2 separate regions of the Zea mays genome follow, and region 1 is linked to region 2. The links are chromatin contacts, called in public Hi-C maps. All regions are on one chromosome and are shown on one strand. The core of a region is the stretch at or near the end of the contact, and the rest is flanking DNA. Distances in the headings are between cores, read along the strand shown.

Region 1 (4,266 bases), core at 1,497-3,996, 94 kb before region 2:
AGTAGGATATAAAGATGACCCGTGGGTTCTCGCCGAATGTGTTGCACAAGTGTTCTATGTACTCGATCCAGCAGATGAGAAGATGCATGTAGTTATTTCTGGAAAGCAAAAAATTGTTGGAGTTGAGAATGTGGGAGACCAAGATGAGGAATACAATAAGTATGAAGAGATATTCGTCTTTAACGGTCCAGAGAGAATCAAGCGTGTGGAAAAGAAAATTGATAAGAACTTAAAGCCATACATGCGGAAAAATGGTAGTTCATGAAAAATTGTATGAATCAAATTGTATTTGTTATCATGTATGATCGACTATGAATTGTGGTTGCATTTAAAATCTCTCTAGTTATCTATGTGTGCTATTATAATTCATTTAAATTGTATTTGCATATTATTGTTAAAAATTAAATATTAATTCATTTAAATTGTATTTGCATATTTCTGTTAAAAATTAAAATTATTTTCATATTTAAATTGTATTTTCATATTTTTATAATCACAGACGGTTTTTGTCTTAGGGTCCGCTTGTGAAAATGATAGAGCACCACAGGCGGTCCTAAACAAAAACCGCTTGTGATACTATTACATTACAGGCGTACTGAACCGCCTGGGACATCACAGGCGGTTTTCTAACCGAACCGCCTGTGATGTAAAAATCCTACCGATTGTATAGAGCCAAATTGTACTAGTGCCTCTTCTATCGGTGCATGCAGTGCAGGCTGCAAAATGTGAGACTCTCGACCGTACCATTCGTCACGCATCTTGTCCACTCGCTCCACGCTGGTCCGGTCCTTGGAAAAGGCCTTTTTTCCTAGAGCCTGGTGGCGTGCATGACTCCATGTGCATGTAGTAGCCTCTATTTTGGACCTAGAACTCGCTTGTTCCACCCAGCAGCAGCATGACGCAGCTCCAAACCTTGGATTTTGTCGTGGGTAGCAGCTACGTACATGGTTTCTGTCCCGTTTTCTGTAGTATCCTAGCTAGTTAGATTTGACTTCGTCACGGTGGTTTAATTCCGTCCGACGACCATTACAGCCACTCGCCCTGATTACTGAATCAAAGCCCTATATACACTAGCCAGGTTTTTTTTATTTTTTGCAATTCCAAGTTAACGCCATTTGTTTAATCCACTATTGTTTAACTAATCACAGACAGAGCCAAGACTCGTACTGTAGCGTAAACTATAGTAGATCAGAGGGAGCCGCATTTATGGCGGTTGGAGGCATGTCGCTATTATCCGGTGGACAGGTTTGGCAGCTGGATTAAACTAACGTGTCCAAGGTCAAAACCGCGGATCTGGATCAGGCAGTGACGGAAGCGAGCAAGCGCCACATGCACATGCATGCCTGTAGGATCGGAGGAGCCGATCGATCGATGATCCTATAGGAGCGACCGATCGAGCACAGCAAATCCGTCGTCAGCGGCGCTGGATCGGAGAAGCTAGCAGCAGGAGCCGACGAGGCCAACTGCATGCTGCCAATTATCAGCGTATCCCTAGGCTCGGGCTCACTCACACGTACGACGACGACGCCCGGGCCCGGCTCCACAAGTTCAAACCCTTCTGGTGTAGACTCAGATTACATACTGTCCCCGCGACCTGGCTTTGATTCTTGTCCCTAGACGGTGTTGAATTAATTCAGCGCGTGTTGGGAATCTTGCCAGCATACTCTAGCTAGGCGTCTAGCTACTACTACTCCAACATGGAAGGCGCGCAGACGGTTTGTTGATTCAAACTGGAGTGATCGATTCTACAGCAACACGACGTATGCAGACGAACTATATATACTGTATAACTACGTACCCCCCTTGGCTTTGTCGCCCTGCCTGCCGTCCTTCGTGCAATCATCGAGCTAGCTGCTCACCACGAATATAATTCCGCGACGAGAGCGAACGAGATCTCCTCCCAGAGTCCGGTCATCTGAAGATCCCATGACCAACGGAGGATGCCCCCCGGCCGGCGGGCGCGGATAGCTAGCAGCGCCAACCTTTTCGCCGTATTCGCCACACTGCACGTCCCTCTCGCCCGCCGTCGCCATCCAGTCCACCCGTCCTCCCGACGCGCGGCGGACGGACCGCCCGTGCTGGTCCGCGGTTCGCGCCGCAGATCGACGCGCGCGCCTCCTCTCCTCCTCCCATTGGCGCTATCCCTCGCCATGCATCGACCATCGCCCACCCGGCCCGGCGCGCGCTCTCTCTCCTCGGCCGGCTAGCGAGTTGCCGTGCAGCTAGGGGGGTGCAACCGTGCAATGCAATGCAATATGCAAGCGGGCAAGCCGCGCCGATTTGATTTGATTCATCGCCCCGCGACAAACACGTGCTCCTCCAGGACGCCGTGCGCCAATCCGCCGTCAATTCAGCCTTTGCACGGCTAGGCCTAGGCTAGGCAGCCACCGACCGTGACATGCGCCGAACCGTACCAGCAGTGCATCCATCGCTAGACGACCTAGACTAAAAAAATATCTCGTGAAGCCGATATTAATAAAACTACACTTTTTTTAACTTATTAACTGGAGCTAGCTAGTAGTTTAGAGCTATATCTACGCTCAGTCTCCATCGATCGGAATGATGAGTAGCCGCCACCCAGACCCAGACCCAGGCCGGCCTCGGAGTTGGAGAACAACTGCCCTTTTCTTCTTCTGTCCGACTAGCCTCCATCGTTTCACATGTGAAAAGATCGAGGTACGTGCGTGCACGCAACATATATGTTTGCCCTGCCTGCATGCCTACGGCTACGGGCGAGCCTACGAACGAAGTGGCTAGCTAGGTTGCCAAACGCACACTATATATATATACGTATATAGCTCTAGCTTCTCTGTCCTGTTTGGTGGCGATTCGGCCGGCAACGGCAAAGCACCCGCAATCAACTCTAACGCCTGTACTTTTGTTCGGCCTAAGTGAAGCGATGGTCCAATGCATGCTCAGCAGTAAACAAGTCATGATTCGATCGAGTAAGGGGGTGTTTGGTTTCTAGGGACTAATTTTTAGTCCCTCAATTTTATTCCATTTTAGTCCCTAATTTACTAAATATACAAACTAAAACTCTATTTTAGTTTCCTTATTTAACAATTTATGAACTAAAATGAAATAAAGTGGAGGGACTAATGTTTAGTCCCTATAAACCAAACACCCACTAAGAACGCTGATCGTTTTTTTAATAAAAACATATCAACATGGGAACGTATCTGGTGCAAACCAACCCCTCCATGCAATCGTGCAAACTTCTAATCTGGGCCACATGATGTTGATCCAATGGACACAGGGGCGTGGATAATTTTACACTTAACTACCCGCTGCTAATCACATTTTTTCAAATCCCCCTCCCACTCCTCCCGCACACCCCCTTGGATCAACATCATGTGGTTCAGATTAAAAGTTTGCACGGTTGCACGGAGAGGTTGGTTTGCACCAGATACATTCCCTATCAACATGGCTCTCTATATATTAATAATATGTGTGAAGGGGTTAATCTGGTATAATTAAATGATGTTAGTTATATATGAGCTTGATCCACCTATAAAATATGTATGTGTGTTATCGTTTATTATCATACTGCAGGATGTTGACATTGACGTTAACGTATATAATTTGTACGGTACGAACTTATATCGTCTACCTTAAGTTGTTAAGAAAAAAAAAATGGAAATATAGTTCTACTAGCTCTTGGTTTCTCGCGTCCACTAAAGGGGGTGTCTGGGAGTGAAGTTTTTTCAAAGTTTTGGAAGAATACTGCAGTATTCTCAAAAACTGTAGTATTATATATCGAAAGGTGTTTGGCAAGCTAGCTAAAATCTCTGTTTCAAAACTAAAGTATTACAAATACTGCAGCTCTTTTGAACTATTTTAAACTTAGATTTCTACCTCAATTTTCTCTGTAAAACGCAACGCGCGCATCTCTCCCGCGTGCAAAAAAATACTTTGCTTCCAAACACCTCTATGTATTCAATATTGTGGTATTCTAAAATTATAGTATTTTAAACTGTGGTATTGTCATGACTAAAGTATACTGTAGTATTTCAAAAACCATGGTTTCCAAAAACTTTGTTCCCAAACAGGGTCTCAGTTCCTCACGCCAGCCAGGTTCTACTAGCTCGCATATATAAGCTTTATTCACTTTATCTTATCAACGTTTCTCGGTTCGCTTTTCTCTGCTCTCTTGCTTTAGTTGTTAGCCAAGTACTCTATTTAAGTTCGAGCACTGGGAGAGCGGCCGGGCATCCTAAATGTGTATCGTCCCATAAGAATTCACATGCTCGAGTGAATACTAGCAAT
Region 2 (4,642 bases), core at 1,803-4,302:
AAACTAATTAGTTTATCAATTTGTGTTGGGCAATTCAACCACCAAAATAATTTAGGAACTAGGTGTAAGCCTAATTCCCTTTCAATTATTATTAAGGATGTCGGATCATATCGATCCGCTTTGGGAACATGGAGACAATATATATCTCGGATTTAAGTGCAAGTATTGCAAGAAATAGTGGAAGGGACGGTGCTAGAAGCAACACCTTTTAAGAAACAATTGAAGGGGGGCAGTGACACGTATGGGACGGGTGATGGCTCGTCCCAAGGGTGTGTCGGTGCCATGTTCGGGTGAACATCTTCTAGGAAGGAGAAGACGCTACATAAGACTAAGATCACGACGCACCTGAGGAGCATAGGACCACATTCACGTGATGGGACACCATGGCCTACAACAAGTCAACAAGCATATTGGACCCCCCAATTCTTGCAATAAAAGACAAGGTTCATCTTCACCTGGGGCAGATGTGCGACCGGGGCTGCCCGGGCTGCAGCCCGGTCGCTGCACAACAGAAATGCTAATATATGTTAAATTTAGCCCAAATCCCAAAAAACTAGGATAGAGCCCCTCTCGACCTCTCGGTAGGGTTGCCGGATGCCGCCCCTCAGCCTTTAGCCCTCTCCACACCACATGCGCTGCGCCCCTCACCTCTTCCCGCAACCCTCGAGTCCTCGATTATCCAATATCCATCATTATTCTACATATTAAATAATTTGGCACAGCTTGCGAGCCGGCTCACGAGCCGGCTCACGAGCCGGAACGAGTCGGCTCGACTTGCTACGGCAACGAGCCCAAAAGGCTGACTAGGCTCGGATCGCTCGAGGCTCGCGAGCCTCGAGCTTATTTTTCAGCCCTATCCTCGATGACCACGCACGTCACATATTGCTAGTTCGTCGGTGTGCCACGCTCGATCGGCAGTCACCCACACATGCGCGGAGGCGCGACGGCGCCCGTCATTCACTCCTTTGGGCCTCGACCATGTGCCCACGCTACGACTAGGTGCAGCCTCCCATGCTGGTCTGCTTGCTGCTCCGTGGAGTGGAGGCGTGAGCGTGACAACATTAAGCCTCCCCCTGCTGAAGACTGAACCGTGCTAGCGTGCTACTATTCTATTATGTGGCTGTTAGTGCTAGGTAAGAAGGTAAGATTATTTGGTTTTAGTTTCATCGGTTATTTGTTATACTATATTTAGTAGGTATATGTTTGCATATATTAAAGGTAAAAAGATTTTGAAGCATTTCTAAAGCATAAGAACTCGAAAGATAGATTTGTCTCGCAACTTCAACTAATAAACATCATATGTTGACTATTCACTGTTGTATTTTGTAGATTTCGTATCAACTTATTTAGTCTACATGTTTCTTGAGTATTTAACCTTTTGATCTTGCTACTTTTGTTAGATTAAACAACATTTAGATTGTTTTCTTTTGTTTAATTTTTTTTATAACCTTAGCTTAGTAGCCCCTCTTTGACCCGTTCCTGGATCCGCCACTGGTCTCCACCCCTTCTTCCATATATGAATTATCTAGTCGGTGAGGTGACGCGCCAACCGATGAGGTGGGTGTACCAATAGGAGGAGACTAAGTATTACCAAATGTTGATGAAATCGTGGAGTACACTTCTACGTGGACCAGACAGACTTGAGCGAAGTACAAGACAAAGTTGATGCGTGAGCAAGTTATTATGTTGCTCTCATCGGAGGAGTATAATACAACATAGGATCCGTGGAATGAACACCCGAGGGAATGATCTTCACTAGAGGGTGTATCGTACCTTCGATTTTATTTGTGAACTATGAAACAATGGCATGTAATGCATTGTAATGTATTTGAATTGCCAAATATTGTTATTGAACTTGTGATAACATTTGGTTCATCTTTCGTTCAAATTATGGGACCTCAATATGCTTTATTTGCCAACAAATCTAAGTAGTTCGATTTCTGTACATGTGCTACCAGTTTATCAGGTAAGTAACCGGTTAATCGGTCTTATTGATGATTATTCGGTCTCGATATGTTTGAATTCTAAACTGAATTGGTTTTAAATTTGACTGGTTTATACCAATTTATCACGATTAATTGGATATCCGTGTCGACCGGTTTCAACCTTGAGCAAGGTCGGAGGAGAACAACAGGAGCCCACCAGCCAGAGGCGAGGGAAAGAAGGGAAGCATCAGGTCCGGAGTAGAGATGGCAATAGGTAAATACCCATCGGGTATTACTACCCCATACCCATACCCACGACACAAAAATTAATCCCATCGGGTCACCCACATACACTAGTGGGTATGGATTTACCTTCATACCCATGTGGGTATGAGTCACCCATCGGGTCAACCGTACCCACAAAAATTAAACATCTATCAAAATATTATATTATACAAATATCAAGTATATTCATCTAAATACCATTACAAAATTTCTAGCATCATTTAACCATCCATTCAACATACCAAAGATAATTGGATAAAGTAGTAACACTAGGATAGTAATACATAACACATTACATGTTCCATTATATAGTCATTAAATTGTCATTAAGCCATCTATTACATTATGGCAGAAAAGATTGTTAAATAGTAAAGAAGATGAATGACTAAAGTCAAAGTTCATGCTTGAGCTAAGTTTATATTGAGTATTTTATACCCACGGGTTGACGAGTATGGGTGAAGGCAGAACGTTCTAATACTCGTTTATCCATTGAGTAAAGATTTTTGCCAATAACAAACCCACGGGTAAAATATTTAACCTATATACTATCCTAATGGAGTAAATACGTACTGGTTATCGGGTCGCGGATACCTATTGCCATCTCTAGCCCGGAGGCGGAGAGGAGGAGAATGTAAAGTCCGATCCAAAAGCCCTGGAGCAACGGACGAATGCGGTAGATGCAAGTCCTCTGGACTCGACCCCCGCATGGGCTGTTCGTGGGCTGAATCGAAGACCTACTCCTAGTGTTTTGGGCCTTCCGGGCTGCACACCCCAGCCCGGCGCTCATGTCCGCTCCTACAAGTGGCTAGACCTTTTCTTCCGTTCACCCGGCCTGCCGCCTGCGTCCTCCCTCGTACGGCAACTTGTGCGACCGCCGGCGCCGACGCCCCAAGGCAGGTGCCCTGTGACCAGGCCTTCGCCGGTCCCTTTCGCGTCCTTCGCCGGCGACGAGCACCACCAGGTATGCGCACCTTTTCTCTTCCGTTCCTGTTGTGCGAAACCGGGCACGCGAACCCTAACTTAAGCTACTGTGTTTGGTCGCATCTAATTTCAGGTGTAATTAATGGAAAAATTAATCTTTTGCCATCGGGTAGAATGGCATACCAAATGTCAGCCTATGAGTTGAAGCCTAACTTAAGCTACTTGCCTAACTTTGAGTTCTTTTACCAAAAAATATTGGGTGTATAAGAGTATCTCAAGAGCTAACGACTCCTCAAAATCAGTTTTAAGGGATATCTAAATAATTAGTGGGGGTAGATTTTAATCCTTTCTCCAACAGATCCCTTAAAGCGGCAGATTGTTTCTGGGGAGCCCAAAAAATCCCTCATTTTTAGCTACAAATGAGGGAGTTTTAAGGGCTATGAAAAAGTTGGGAGCGGTTTATGGGAACTGTTGGAGACACGTTTTTGTGTTTTTCCTAAAAAACTGGATTTAGGGGAGACTTCTGGGGAGCTCTTGGAGATGCTCTAACGCCTTGTTTGGAACCCTTAGAGCTAATAATTAGCCAGCTAACAATTTGTTAGCTGGATTGGACCAGCTAATGAAATACTGGGGGTGTTTAAGTTATCGTTATTTAACTATGATTTAGCTAACGATTAGCTGGGGGTGTTTGGAACCTTTACAACTAATTTTAGCCGCTAACTATTAGCTCTAGAGATCCCAAACATGGTCTAAGTTTACACCCTATGTTCTTTACCAGGTCCGCCCCTACCAAGAATCCCGTTGCTTTTGCTTGCATGCTGTTTCTGATTTTATTTCATATGTTAAAGGCTCAAAGCCGAGACGACTGCCATGACCTTAACTGGTTCCAACCTGCTTCGTGGTTTGCAGTTCGTACGGGAGCACAATCAGAGGTGATCACCATTTGCTGCCTGTTTGGTGAAAGTTGCGTGATGGATGGATATGGAGAGGCGGCTGCTGTGGCCATGGAGTTGGAGGCCGAGGCCAGCCCATCCAGGGGGCGCTCCTCTCCTGTGGTTTCAGGGTCACCATCCCAGAATTCTGATGGAAGCATGTCCTCGTGGCGGCTGGGCCTCAAGAACAGCATCCAGACTAACTTTGGAGATGATTATGTCTTCCAAATTGCCTCTTGGTAAGAGCCCTGTCCTCCTCTGTCTTGTCATTTAGATTGCAGTTTCTATGGCGTCAACCGTCAAGAATGGATAAGGTAGGTTCACATGAGCCATTGGGGCCTATTGAAGGTTGCAGATATAATCCTACTTTACAGTTTGTGTATCACACATGGTTATCTGGTGTATCAGTTCCTCCCTGTATTGTAACTGGGTGTTTCTGGTGTCTTGTATGAATTTTAGACCAAAGACCATCAGTCCTGCTTTCAGATGTTGTTCTGGGGTTTTCAGATTGACAGATCGTATCATCAAGAGGAACACTCCACCAAATTTAAGATCCTCTTGACTAGAATCAACACGCTC

The links. A called contact is a pair of places that touch in the nucleus more often than the background predicts.
Region 1: a Hi-C map of leaf shows a contact between it and region 2, with 2.5 times the contacts expected there. The contact joins the enhancer-like site here to the promoter of LOC100217313 in region 2. A contact is called at or near these places in 4 of 25 Hi-C or Micro-C datasets (ear, leaf and tassel).

What each region holds. Positions count from the first base shown.
Region 1 is chr3:216,535,486-216,539,751 of Zm-B73-REFERENCE-NAM-5.0, reverse strand. No RefSeq gene overlaps it. Among protein-coding and RNA genes, the nearest start is that of LOC100383722, 34 kb to the left of the region's middle. Within about 2 kb of position 2,746, at least 19 of the 20 cell types and tissues checked have an H3K27ac peak or open chromatin away from gene starts, as enhancers often do. A contact at or near this core is called in ear, leaf and tassel, where this site is marked.
Region 2 is chr3:216,441,034-216,445,675 of Zm-B73-REFERENCE-NAM-5.0, reverse strand. It overlaps LOC100217313 (Transducin/WD40 repeat-like superfamily protein), which reads left to right and starts at 3,052. Exons shown (of 9, transcript NM_001143659.2): 1 at 3,052-3,171; 2 at 4,041-4,302. The coding sequence starts at 4,103.